Linked DNA regions of Ovis aries: region 1 is linked to region 2. A link is a contact called in public Hi-C data. All regions are on one chromosome and are shown on one strand. Each heading gives the region's core, a stretch centred on a gene start, on an enhancer-like site or on the middle of the called end of the contact. The rest is flanking DNA. Distances are from core to core; before and after follow the strand shown. Region 1 overlaps PLXDC2 (plexin domain containing 2). Region 2 holds the start of PLXDC2 (plexin domain containing 2).

What was found. A called contact is a pair of places that touch in the nucleus more often than the background predicts.
Region 1: a Hi-C map of tail adipose tissue shows a contact between it and region 2, with 2.0 times the contacts expected there. The contact joins the enhancer-like site here to the promoter of PLXDC2 in region 2. A contact is called at or near these places in 4 of 16 Hi-C or Micro-C datasets (muscle, retroperitoneal adipose tissue, skin fibroblasts and 1 more).

Annotation. Positions count from the first base shown.
Region 1 is chr13:20,742,974-20,749,521 of ARS-UI_Ramb_v3.0, reverse strand. The region is part of intron 1 of PLXDC2 (plexin domain containing 2); the gene reads right to left. Among named protein-coding and RNA genes, the nearest start is that of PLXDC2, 59 kb to the right of the region's middle. Within about 2 kb of position 4,606, at least 7 of the 54 cell types and tissues checked have an H3K27ac peak or open chromatin away from gene starts, as enhancers often do. A contact at or near this core is called in tail adipose tissue, where this site is marked.
Region 2 is chr13:20,685,253-20,692,282 of ARS-UI_Ramb_v3.0, reverse strand. PLXDC2 (plexin domain containing 2) reads right to left here and starts at 4,850. Exons shown (of 14, transcript XM_027976593.2): 1 at 3,878-4,850. The coding sequence starts at 3,989.

The DNA.
Region 1 (6,548 bases), core at 3,357-5,856, 57 kb before region 2:
TATTGCAGGTCAGGCTAGCTCATTGATGGATTAAATGATCCAAATGCCAATGAGCACGTTATATATTATAGGCGTTTGCCTAGAATTGAGCACTGTAGTTATCCAAAGATTTTTCTTTAGGAATTCCATCATTCCCTCCAAAATTATTCTACTTAAACTTGACTTAACCTGGCATTTATTTATGCAGTGTGCAACTTGCAAAGTTTTTTAATGTTTATTCCTTTTTCAAAAATTATATACATTTTTTAAAAATCTAAAAAGTGGGAAAGAGCATTTATAAAGATAACATTCTAGATGTGTATTTTTAAAAATTCTTTAATTTAAAATGTAAATCAAAATTCATAAACATTTTTAAAGTGGGAAAATAATATAATTCCAGTCTTCAGTTTTTATATAAGACCATGAATAATAAAATGTCAAGTCTGATGAAAAGTGTAAGTGATGGTCATGTGATATTTTCCAAGTATTTATATTTAAACATATCTAATATTGATATCTAATGTTGATATTTTGTAGGAAATACAAAATTTCTAATTTACTAAGTGGTATTTCTGACATTTTTATTCCTTTGCCAAATTCTTTCTTGCTCAACCCCATTCTAGGTATCTTCACTTATCCATACATATATTCTCCAATGCATCTTCCCAAAAAAGCAAGGTTGATTCAGGTAATATCTGCTACAGCAATGTTACCTGAGGCTGCTTTAAGCTCCTCCCATCCCAAGGTACCTGGCATTAGGTTAAGGAGCACATATTCTTCCACTGATGTTAACCCCTGCTGAAGACCAAGGAAGAGGAAGGAAAACATATCAATGTTTTATAGAATGTATTTTAACCACTATAAAAGAGGGAGACAGAAATTAAGGGGGAGTGAGTGATTTTGCTCCATGAAGTTACCTAGTGACCCAGCTCCCTTTGACTTTATTCTCTGCTATGGCATTGTCTTTGAATTCCTCGTTGAAGCTGGGTTATCAGCCCTCCATCCTAACCCCCTTGGATGGGAAGCAGTATTTCTAGGCAATGATGTAGGCACTGCAAATATCACTTCTATAATTGGCATAAACCTAGTCACATGGTCATACCTGGACAAATAGGTAGGTAAGAAAAAAAAAAAAAATCATTGCTCTTCAGGCGGCCATGTGCCCAACTAAACACTATATAACCCTGAAAGAAATGGAGGATGAATTTTGTGGGCAAAGAGCAAACTAGAGAGTTGCATTTGAATACAATATATAGAAATAATGATAATCCAGGAAAGCTTGATGTAGTCCCAGTGCTGATGCTACTTATCTGCACGGATTGGAAAAATCATTTAATCTCCCTCTTTCTCTGCCTTACTTTGTGTGTGTGCATTAGTCACTCAGTTGTGTCCAACTCTTTGCAACCCCATGGATTATAGCTCGCCAGGCTCCTCTGTCCGTGGAATTCTCCAGGCAAGAATACAGGAGTGGGTTGCCATTCCTTTCTCCAGAGGATCTTCCAGACCCCTGGATCGAACCCCGGTTTCCCACAAAGCAGACATATTGTTTACCATCTGAGCCACTAGGGAAGCCCCCTGCCATATTTTGGTCATCTAAAAATTAAAGAGTTTTAACCAGAATATTGCTATTCTCATTTTCTCTCCACAGAATTCAATCTTTTTGTATTCAGTGGGATATAAAGAACTTTTATATAGTTCTTCATAGAGAACTTTTGAGGTCATTTGCACATCCCTGTAATCTTGCCTGGAAAATCCCATGGATGGAGGAGCCTGGTGGGCTACAGTCCATGGGGTCGCTAAGAGTCGGACATGACTAAACGATTTCACTTTCACTTTTCACTTTGATGCATTGGAGAAGGAAATGGCAACCCACTCCAGTGTTCTTGCCTGGAGAATCCCAGGGTCGGGGGAGCCTGATGGGCTTCTGTCTATGGGTTTGCACAGAGTTGGACACGACTGAAGCGACTTAGTAGTAGTAGTAGCACATCCCTGAATTTGCAATATAAATTAAATCATCTGTTTTCTAGGTTTCAATTAGGCAACCTATAGCTAATGTTAATTTAATTAACAAAAGATGAAATGTTTTGTATGACATTTCTTAAGAACCTGCAATGTAATATCACTGATGAGAAATTCAACTTTCACAACTGTAACCTAGCCAAAAGATAATATTTAACCTGACAACAGTGAACAGTTATTAAGAGGCAGAAATGCTTCCATCTGCCAAAAGATTCTGAGAAGGCAATGGCACCCCACTCCAGTACTCTTGCCTGGAAAATCACATGGATGGAGGAGCCTGGTAGGCTGCAGTCCAGGGGGTCACTAACGGTCGGACACGGCTGAGTGACTTCACTTTCACTTTTCCCTTTCATGCATTGGAGAAGGAAATGGCACCCCACTCCAGTGTTCTTGCCTGGAGAACCCCAGGGACGGAGGAGCCTGGTAGGCTGCCGTCTATGGGGTCGCACAGAGTCGGACACGACTGAAGCGATTTAGCAGCAGCAGCAGCAGCCAAGAGATTAATGTCATAATCAGGAATCTGAGAAATTGTGAAATTAAATGAAAAAAAAAAACCCAATATATTGTGGTTGTTATAACTAGACACGCTCAGGAGTGATTCTGTCACAACGATTCACATTTACTGATGTTTTGTTTCCTCTTGAAGGAAAATCTGTTTTTTAAATTTTTAAAAATCTTTTGTTATTTTGAGGAAACTAGACCAACTAGCACAATGTTGGTTGAGAAACCAGACATTACAGTTTTGTATACATTTCACCACAGTCAAGCAGGAGAATATAATCTAGTTTCTACAAAGATTTTTCAATCTTGATACACGTTTTTCTTATTAGTTTCAAAATAATCCTCTGAAGTTAGCAAAACTCATTTTACCACAAAAGGAAAAGATCTCTTACTCTGTAATCCTAAATCCCTCCCACATAACCTATTTTTCCCCCCTTCTAGTTCCTTTTGCACTCTCCCAGAACCATAGGGCAAATAAGACTTGAAAATAAGAAATGGGGAAGGATCAATTATGGACCATATTTTGGACTCATAATCTCGACCACTGATTACCATCTAACTTTGTGGAGTACATTGGAACAACAAGCTCCAAATAAATGCTAAGATTTTTTTGTTGTTGTCAAAAGGGAAACAGTTACCAAAACTTTCAGGAGTAAATCTGCATTGAGTGCTTGTGCCTATATCAAGAGAATCAACATGCTGAGCTTTGCTCTCAATTAAAATGCCCCATATTTTATATGACTGAATGAGAGATTATAAAATCTCACGAACTCGAATTTTACCTTGAAGGAAATCTTACAGTTCAAGGAAACAGAAGTTTTGCTGTTGATTCCCTGGAAAAGTTGAACTAATTACATTAACTCGTATTTCCATATCCACTGTAAGACACAAATTCACAGCAAGAAGTCTAAATCCCATATGTATTTAGCTGAGCATTCTGGAAGAAATGGAACAGCAATTAGCTTGTGTGCCCACGCACCCATGCACGTGCATACACACACACACACACACACACACACAAACACGTTAGAGAAAATCTTTATTTATATTGCAGCTATTCTAGCAACTGTCCCAGAAAATGCCACTCATTCTTCAGACCATTGGTAAGAATATTCTTTTCACTGAGTTCACTGGCTGCCGTAAGCAACTATAGACATCTGCAATCATAAGTGTGTTTAACTGTGCAAACCAGCTATTTATTGGGGTATGTTTATCTTCAGTAAGAAAAGCTGTAGGTTAAATGTTCTACCACCTGCTTTTCCTTGGCTACCCACAGATAGGTCTGAAATTTGAAGAATATGGATACCTGGTTCCATGATTAAAAGAAACAAACAACTCTCTGGATCTTTTATCATATAGCCTCATAAGAATTGCAAGTTTGTTCCAAGGATTGACTCTCAAACCTCTCCTGACTCCAGATCATTTAAGGCAGTACAAAATACCACAATGGCACCCCCACCCCCACCTAATCCCATTTTGTAGTGGAAATAGATCTTTGTAATACCAAAGAAGTAATGTTTAATGAAAGAACAAATTTGATACATTGTTTACATTATGATCTTTTTTAAATAAACTTTTGGGATCAATTCCAGAATCACTGTAAGTATTGAAAAACACTGGATTAAAGAATTCTCCCCAAGTAGAATTCCATGTTAGATCCATATTACCTCTAAGTTTTACACAGATCTTCTACAAAAGAGAAAACAAACAAGCATACAGCTCTGCTAGGTGTATAATACATTAAGCATAGCCCCGGCAACTTTCCACGAGCAAAGCTGTCCTGTTCCCAGCGCTCCTCTGGGCACCCCTCCCCAATCCTATCCTCTGCAGCAAAGAACTCTGGGAATTCCGAGGGCAAGCATCAGCCCTGAACCGCAGTACACTTTGGCACACGTGATAAAAACACTGCATGAACACCCTTGTTTTGAACCAGCAAAGACCCTTTTGCAGTATTAGGAGGTTTTCTGTCAAAACAATTCTTTGTGTAAACAGCCAAAATGTTCTGTGAGGAGTTTGTGCAATCATTTGAATCAGCATAAAGATCAGACAAGTGGAAAAGGGGAGTTAACAAAACAGTCCCAGACTCCTCCTCATATCCTGGTGACCTTCAAACAGATCCAGAGAAACTTTAAAAGCATTTCTCAGGGTGCAACAAAATGCAGTGCTCTACATTTGGGTTGACTTAGCCCAGAGAAAAATCTATGTCCCGTGACCACAGGGCCTCATGGCTGGAGAATACCCTGGAGGGAGGTCATGGGCATTTACCCAACCTCAACTACCCCCACCTTGATCCTAAGTCTCCGCCCTGCAGCCCCTCACTCCACCCTGTTGCCCAACTCAATAGCTGCCGCCCTCTCCCTCTGGAACATTCCAAGGCTCCAAACCACATTTGTCTAGGTGTGGCTGAGACGCTTCTCTACTGAGTTGAGCTAAGCCAATGTCGAAATTTTTCAGAGAATTTTACTAGGCATTTAAGGGCAAAACTACAAAAACACAGAAATAAGTACAGGGTGTTCTTAGGATAAAAGAACTAAAGATTGACACCATCTCTGCTGGGCTGATTCTCTTCAAGAAGCCACAGATTCATCCCCTGTCCTGATTTTCATTCCTGCCAGGTTTCAATGTTTTTCTGGCCTATTGCATTCTCTAACAGGGCTGTCACCACTGTCCAGTTAGTGATATTTTGTGATCTCCCCAAACTTAATCTCAGTATTTTCTTGACTTCTGGGAACTCAGCATTATAGGATTGAACTTCACCACAAGGATGAATTTGCCTTGGCCAAAGCCTGCGATTTTTTCCTCTACTTCAAGTCAGTTGCCTTGACAGATGCCGTCCTTCACTTTCAGGACTCTGTTATGGTTAATAGTCTCAGAAATGCCTGATTTTCTTCAGAAAATCACCAATTCCTCCTAAAGAAAAATAACTCACCCATTATTCTAAATGAGCATTTCAGCCTAATTATCCCTGAAAAGGTACTCCTTCAACAAATATCTATTAAATTATTATTAATTAATATTTATTATGCTTATGGCTCAGATGGTAAAGTGTCTGTCTACAATGCAGGAGATTCAGGTTCGAGCCTTGGGTTGGGAAGATCCCCTGGAGAAGGCAATGGCAATCCACTCCAGTACTATTGCCTGGAAAATCCCATGGACAGAGGAGCCTGGTAGGCTACAGTCTGTGGGGTTGCAAAGAGTCGGACACGACTGAGTGACTTCACTTCACTTCACTTCATGCTTAATATGTACCAGGCAGGCATCTAAGCACTGTCAATTTAGGAGTGAATAAAACAGACCGGCTGTCTCTCTCATTTGAAATCCCTCACTACGAGAAAGCATGAAGTCAGATCGTGAAGTCAGATCCCAATGGTGGTTAATAGCCGGTTTGCCTGGGTTCAAATGTTAGCTCTCATCTTGGGCAATTCAGACCAAGTTTCAGTTTGTTCTATCTATATTCAAAGGAGACAATGAGGGACCCGACCTCACATGATTGCTGTGTATATTACATGAGCTAATGCATAAAAAGCATTTAACACACAATCTAGTACACAGTGAGCAGTCAATAAAATAAGACACACTTTCCCTCCTTATCTGAGCAATCAAACATCACAGTAATAACAGAAGTAGAAGATAACAAAGGAGTAGGAGGAGCAGTAACATTTCTCATCTTCACTGAGTACTCATTCATACCAGGACATGACCTAAGCATTTTACATACAGTACTTCAGTTAATTTATCACCTTCAACTGTGTGTGCTTGCTAAGCGGCTTCTGTCCTGTCCAGTTCTTTGTGACCCTGTAGGCTGTTGCCCACCAGGCTCCTCTGTCCATGAGATTCTCCAGGCTGGAGTGGGTTGTCATGCCCTCCTCCAGAGGATCTTTTCGACCCAGGGATCAAACCCATGTCTCATATGGCTCCTGCATTGGCAGGCAGGTTCTTTATCACTAGCCATATTTAGAGAAAAAATAACACGCATCACGACTGAAGTGACTTAGCAGCAGCAGCAGCAACAGACATCACATTTTCCACTTTCAATTTACTGAAATGCC
Region 2 (7,030 bases), core at 3,601-6,100:
ATATCCATGAATTTCAAACCTTACTTCCGAACTGAATATTCAAGATTAGTTATGTCTCATTCCAAACTTACCCAGTCTCAGGCTTCAAATTCTATCTATCCTTTAAAGAAAAAAGACTCTCACATTCTATATTTTAAAAATGTTTTATATGCAATCTGGAGTCATTGATAAAAAAATATTTTTAAAAATTTTCTAATAATCTGACACATGCCCATTTTATAGAGAATATTCACTTGAATTAACCCTCTGTCATAATCTTTTGCCCCAGATATGTCTATATATAGTGACAGTACATCTCAACAGAAATGCTCTCATAGCAAACTCCACAAATTAGTGGTATTTCAAACTAAGTTTTTCAACTCTAATGAAAGCAGAAAATAATAGAAAAACATCCAACTAGAGAAACAACTAAATGTAAATGATCTGCTAAAAATAAACTACTTGTCTCTACAACAATATTAGAAAGTTTAAAAAGTGAAAATTCCTTGGGGTCCTAAATTATCATTGCTCTCTCTCTAGTGGTAATGAATGTATTTGCTGCATTAAATCATGTTTAAGAGCAATAATGAGGCCAAAATATAACTACATATTTTTAGGCCTTTTTTCCTGATTTAAACTTTTGAGTTAAGATTAACGCATCTATCTCCTTTGACATTGTTACAAAGCTTTTACAATCAGTTCAGGATATAAAGATGAATGTATGACAATACGGAAAGGATTTGAGACTTATAAAATTTAACATTATTCTAGGCTTATTTTTCTCTAAATATTGGTTGAGGCGTACTATTTAGTATGAGCAAATACTTTTCAGATATAAGTATCAATACAACCAGTCCATTCTGAAGGAGATCAGCCCTGGGATTTCTTTTGGAAGGAATGATGCTAAAGCTGTAACTCCAGTACTTTGGCCCCCTCATGCGAAGAGTTGACTCATTGGAAAAGACTCTGATGCTGGGAGGGATTGGGGGCAGGAGGAAAAGGGGACAAGAGGATGAGATGGCTGAATGGCATCACTGACTCGATGGATGCAAGTCTGAGTGAACTCCGGGAGTTGGTGATGGACAGGGAGGCCTGGCGAGCTGCGATTCATGGGGCCACAAACAGTTGGACACGACTGTGCGACTGAACTGAACTGAAAAACACATTCAATCTTTTAAAAAGTTCACTCTGCAATAACAAACTTTTAATCATAAGAGAGATGTTTTCAAATATATTCTTGGGAATTCCACAATAATGTGGTAATAATTGCCAACAGTGATGAAGAAGAGAGCATTCGGGGTTTTCCATTACTTATTATACCACAAAAATGTATTCAAAGTATAAGTCTACATGTAGGCAGTACTATATAAATGTTAAATGAATATTTAATTGTAATGAAAAATGGGAAATAAAATAAACTCTCATTAAGTTGCCATTCATTTTTAAATGTCAAGTTGAAATATCAACAAATATTGCACATAGGAAAAACAAAATATTGAGGATCATTAGTCCAAGGTTTGGGAAAGAATGGGAAGGAAATTAGCAGTTTCTTTGCCCTCTGGTGGCAACAAAGTCAACTGCAGCATTTCTAAAGTAATGCATAATAAAAATGTTTCTGTTATGAAATCAGGTTTCTCCCCCCTGTGCCAAAATGTCTGTATTAAAAATCCTGATCGCTACATGCCAAATTCCAAGACTGTTGAACTTTTTAAAAATTTCTTGTTTTGAACTTTTAGCTAGACTATTTTACAAAGAAAATTAATTTTTTCTTCCATTTCATTGCTACGCTTTATATTTTACAGTATGCTAACTATTTAATTCCAAGATGATTTCATGAAAGTAATGGAGAGTGATATCTGGGAAAGAAGCTACTTCAGTTTGTAATATATCTTTAAAAAAATTGCCAAGAAATTTAAACTATTCCTTTTTACTCAAGCCTATAAATATATGGGCTTCTAGAGTAGTTTTCCAACAGAAATATTCATTTACAACACCTGAAGATTTATGTTGAGCAATATATGTATTTTATAATCCCCAAAGTAAAAGCTTTTAATTATATGACCAATTTTAGAGTGGAATGGATTTTACCCTCAATTTGAGAACTTAGTAAACTTACATATATATATATATATATATATATTATTCTTTCCTTAGTAATATATTATTAATGGAAAAGGGTCAGGAAAAAATAAACATTTGTTGCTTTTTTTTTTTTTTTTTTTTTACTGTAAATGCATTATTTACTTTCAGTGCCAAAGAAGTTTTCAAATAAACAACTCAGGATGCATGCTGGCACACCCACCTCTCTATGGGATATAATAAATTGCTTTCTTTAAGCATTTATTTTTTTCATGAATATACCCATTAAAATTACTGTTGCCCTTTTTAAAATAAATGTGCTGTTTCCCAGACGAGTAACAGTTTTATTTTTTTACCAATGAAATGTATCAGAGAAATAAACAGAAGGTATGATATATTGATATAAATAACACCTTGTCAAGAACCACCCATGTCCTTCTATGCAGAACAAACCGACATCCAGAAAATGTGCGTTTTATTCACAGCTTTAAAAGTGGTATCTTGTTGCCCACTCCCATCCCCAACACACACCCCTCTGATGATAAACCGGAGCACAGTCAGAATCGGTTTTCTCTGTAATATTTTCAGCAGGAGCAGACAGTGTTTCGGGCTGTCTGAGGTTGGTAAAATTTCATTTAAGGACCTCCTTCTAGATTCACCTCACCTGGAATCCCCAAGTGCTCTCCCTAGCCTTCCCTCTGCGAATTGCAATTATCACATTTGTGGACGCCAGAATACTTTCCGGGGAATCACTTATTTCCCCTCCTCGGAATTAAAAGAACAAAACAAAACCTTGACTATTCTAACCAGCTAGCGTTTATTTCTCGTGTTTTTTCCTCATTCACCTACTCTCAAAGTCTATGCATTTCTGGGGTGGGGGGGGGGCCGGGGGCGGGGCGAAATGGGGAGCAGATACTCGGTTCACGGTGGACAGGGTCCCGGAAGGCAGCTGGACCTTCCGCTCCGCAGAACCTGGCCGGGAGAAGCCGGCGGGCCCCCGGCCGAGGGCTGCATCGCCCGCTCAGCGCTCGACCCCGGGGGCGCGGTCCTGGGCTGGACGCGCACCTGGCTGGCGCAGCCGCCCGAGCAGGGGGCGCCGCCTCTGGGCTGTGCGGAGCTCCCAGGCTCCGCGCGGGGGCAGAGCCAGGCCACTCGCAGGAACCCCTGCACGTTCAGGCCTGTCCGCGAAGCCGGCCGGCGGAGGACAATGGGGCGGGTGGTTGGTCTCCAGAGGCGCGTCCACCCCACTTCTGCCACCTCCTCTCCTCCCCGGTGTCCCGCCGCACCCACCCCGCCCCACTTCCAGCGCCGGCTCAGCCCCAGATAGCAAGAGCGAGCAGAGGTTGGGACCGCCTGCGGGAGGAAGGTGCGGCCACAGGGAATTTTCTCCAGCAGAGGGGAGCGCTGCAATCCCCGGCTGCCACCACATCCGCCACAATGCACCCCCTTAGTTTATCTCGGCAGGAGGCAAAGAGGAGGGAAGGAGGAGGAGCCCGGGAGGACGCAGACCGGGATGCGTCCTAGGGAGGTATCTGCGGGAAGGTTTGCTCTAACACCCGAGCCCTCTCAGGACGCCTCGGGGGAAGACAGTACCATCCCCTGCTTACCGCAAGTGGTAAATCCTTAAGAAAAACCCTCAGTTCGTACTACCCTACTCATCCAGCCAACCTTCTGCTCATCTGAGAAGCTCAAGTTTACTTGAAATGCAATTGCAATAACTTTACCAAGGGCAGATAGATGGAGTGGAGGTGGGTGGAGAACTGGGTACCAGAGAGGTCTTCGACTGGGCAGGAAAGCAACAAGCGAAAGTGCACCTTACCATTGACTTGATTTCCAGGCTTCCCTTCAGCGAACTGAAGCCGGTCCATTAAAAAGTGGCAAAGTAACACAACTCCCGCAGCAGCCAGGTCGGCCCTCCGGAACCTCGCCATGCCGCCGCCGCGATCTCCCGCTCCCCGCCAGTCCTTTCCCGGCGCCCTGTGCTGCTCCGGGGCTCCCGTTGGGAATGGGGACAACGGGGCTGAATGCTGCGGACCGGTCTCGGAGGGATGCAGAGGCCTTTGTAAATTTCTCTGGGATTGCACACCCAGGAGCCTGGACGAGGAAGAAGGGAGTGCAAGCGGAGCGCAGTCCTTTCCGGACCTCCAGGTCTCCCTTCACAACTTGCCACAACACTCGCAGTCCTCACCCCGGACACAGAACAACAACTGCGGAGACGAGAGGCCACTTGCAGCTGGGGCTGGCAAACTCTCTGTTCCGCACAGGCAGCGCCACCCCGGTGCCCGCAAACGGTGACTTCCGAGCCCCAGCGATGCGCTCCACTGGGTTCAAAACAGATCTAATTCCACAGCCGGCGCGGGTGCCTCCTCCAAATCCAAGAGGGCTGTTGGCTCGGAAGGAACTTTCCCGTCTTGGGATGGCCCCCCCAAGGAGGCTTAGGTTTGCGGGAAGGGGGTTAACAGCGGGCTGGCGAAAGCCCTCCGACAAGTTTTTCTTCTTTTCTTCGCCCGACGCAGGGCGCGCGTCCTCGCCCGCAGCGGGAGGGATGAGAAACCCCTAAGAACTGAGCCTTGGGAAGGCTCAGGCTGCAGCAGTCTGAGGTCCGAAGGCAGAAAAATGTACTGGGACACGGGGGGTGGGGGGGAGAAACCGGGAGGAAAAAGTCAGGCTGAAACCTATTGGGATAGGGATCCTCCTGGCGAAGGAGGAGGTGGCCCCGAGCCCCGGAGTTTGGTGGCGGAGGAGGCGCCGCCGACGCCGCCGCGCTCCCCCGCGCTCCTGCTCCACACTTTGGGGAGGGAAGGCGGCTCGCAATTTGCTAGATCCGCCGCTGCACCCTCCTCCCGCCTCCCCCTTCCCTCCCCCTCGCTCCTCCCGGCGTCTCCCACCTTCCTCCCCGAAACCGGCAGCTAGCACCGACCTGTCCAATGGCTGCACTTTCCTCGGGGCTGGCAGAGGAGTCACCGAGAGATTAAACCCGGGGAGGAAAGCAAGGGGGAGTGAGAGGGCAACTCCAGCCCGGCGTGCCCCTGGCAGCTCGGCGGCCAGGAGCTCCGGGAGAGGAGGCAAGAAAGGCGAACGAGGAGGGGAATGCCGGACGGCACCTCGGCGCCGCTCGGGCGCCATCCCCGCACTCGGCTCGCCCCCACCGGCGGCGAGCCTGCAGCGCCCGCACCCACCTGGCTCTGGGCGGCCCTCGCGCCCGTCTGCGGGGCTTCTGCGGCCCAGCAGCCGACCCGGGGGCCACTCGCCGCCGACGGGGTCTTCCTGGGCGCTAAAGGGTTAATTACAGCTCGCCATTCCTAGGAGGGCGTGTGCGGCGGAGGTGGGGGGTGCGGAGAAAGCAAACCCAAGCCAATTCGGTTACTGACCCAGCGAAGCCCTTGCAGACCCCAGACCCGCGGGGCCGCGGCAGCGCGCGGCGGCTCGGACCCGCCACGGCGGCTTTGTTATAAAGTGTCAGCGGGAGCGAAAGCGAGAGTTTAAAGAAACAGGAGGCCCACAGAATTTCCTACGGGGGCTTTAACTGGCTTTCGCTAGCTCGTTTGTTTTTGTTTTTTCAGCTCGCGGAAGTGCTTCAGCGTTAACCCTTTCCAGCCCTCTCAATAGTCTACGTCTTGTTTTGAATAGTTAACTTTATTTTAATTGGGGTAAAGATTTACAAAGAAAGAAAGGGAAGCAGCACATCGGTTAAAATTCTAGAACCAGACTGAGTTAGGATTCCACCTCCCCTACTGATTAGCTAAATGGCTTTGTTTTCCTTAGAGTCTCAGTTCCCCATCCGTCAAATGGGGAGATTTGTAGTTATACCCTTAAAAGGTGGTTGCATTGGATTAAATGCGTTAATAGGGAATAATGAAAGAGTTGAGAACAGTGCCTAGCACGCTGTACATGACTTTATGCTTCTTAAAGAGAAGAGAGGGAAGGAAGAGGAGAGAAGGCATTCCAAATCAAATGGAGAAGTCGCCTCCGTGGCACAAGTGCGAACGGTCCTGTTAGTCTTTTCCATGCTCTGAAAAATTCATGGGTGCCATCCATAACCACCTTAATTTTGTCTCAATACCCACTGGAAGTGGAGCCAGATAATTAAACTACTCTTCCAATTTGATGCCCAAAGAATGCCTCTCTCATGGTCACTTGGCTGGTGAGCAGAAGAGAAACAAAAAGTGTACCGTGTTGTCCTCAACCCCATACTCAACTTGCTATTTTGCAAATGTTATGCGCACACACTTTTTTATGCTCTTTGCTCTCTCCTGAGTTTTCTTCCAACCAGTTGATTGTCCCTCCTCACCTTATTTACAAAACCTGGTTCTTTTACTTCTACCCAGCCAATCGTTTTTAAGTTCTGGGTAACCTTACACCCAAAGCTGAGTACCTGAGATTCTTATCTATTTAACATTAAGTTGAAAAACTAATCTTCCTATCAAAATCTGATTGTCATTTAATTAACATTGATTTTTTTTTCCCTCTGTATCCTTGATGACCTCACTACTTCATGAATCCCTAAAGAAATAAAACATTCAGTGCAGCTCCATGTCCCATTTATACGTAAAATCATGGGGACCTAGCAGGAGCCATTTCAAGAGCATCTCTTCCTTAGGCTGGAGTGTTTCCCGTCCCCTTTCACAGTAGAAAAATGGGTGTTTCCTGCTTTTCAAAGAAGAAACAAGTCCCTGCCTCCCCCCCCCCCCCCACCGGTATCATTTTCTTTCTTTCTTTCCTTTATTATTATATGTGCAAATTAGCAGTACTTATTTTGGGTTGTTTTCAGCAATGCTTTGCCCTTCTGATGGAAGCTATATACCCTAAGAGGAAATCTGATGCCAAAAATTGGAAGGGAGCCAAGTGGTAATTCAGAGTGACTCTGGAGAGGCTTCTGTGGGTTTTGTCTATCTTACTGGTGTTGTTTCATTTTACTCATATCTTATGAATAAGTCAGTCTTACTCTGAAGAGCAGCCCACACAGAAAATG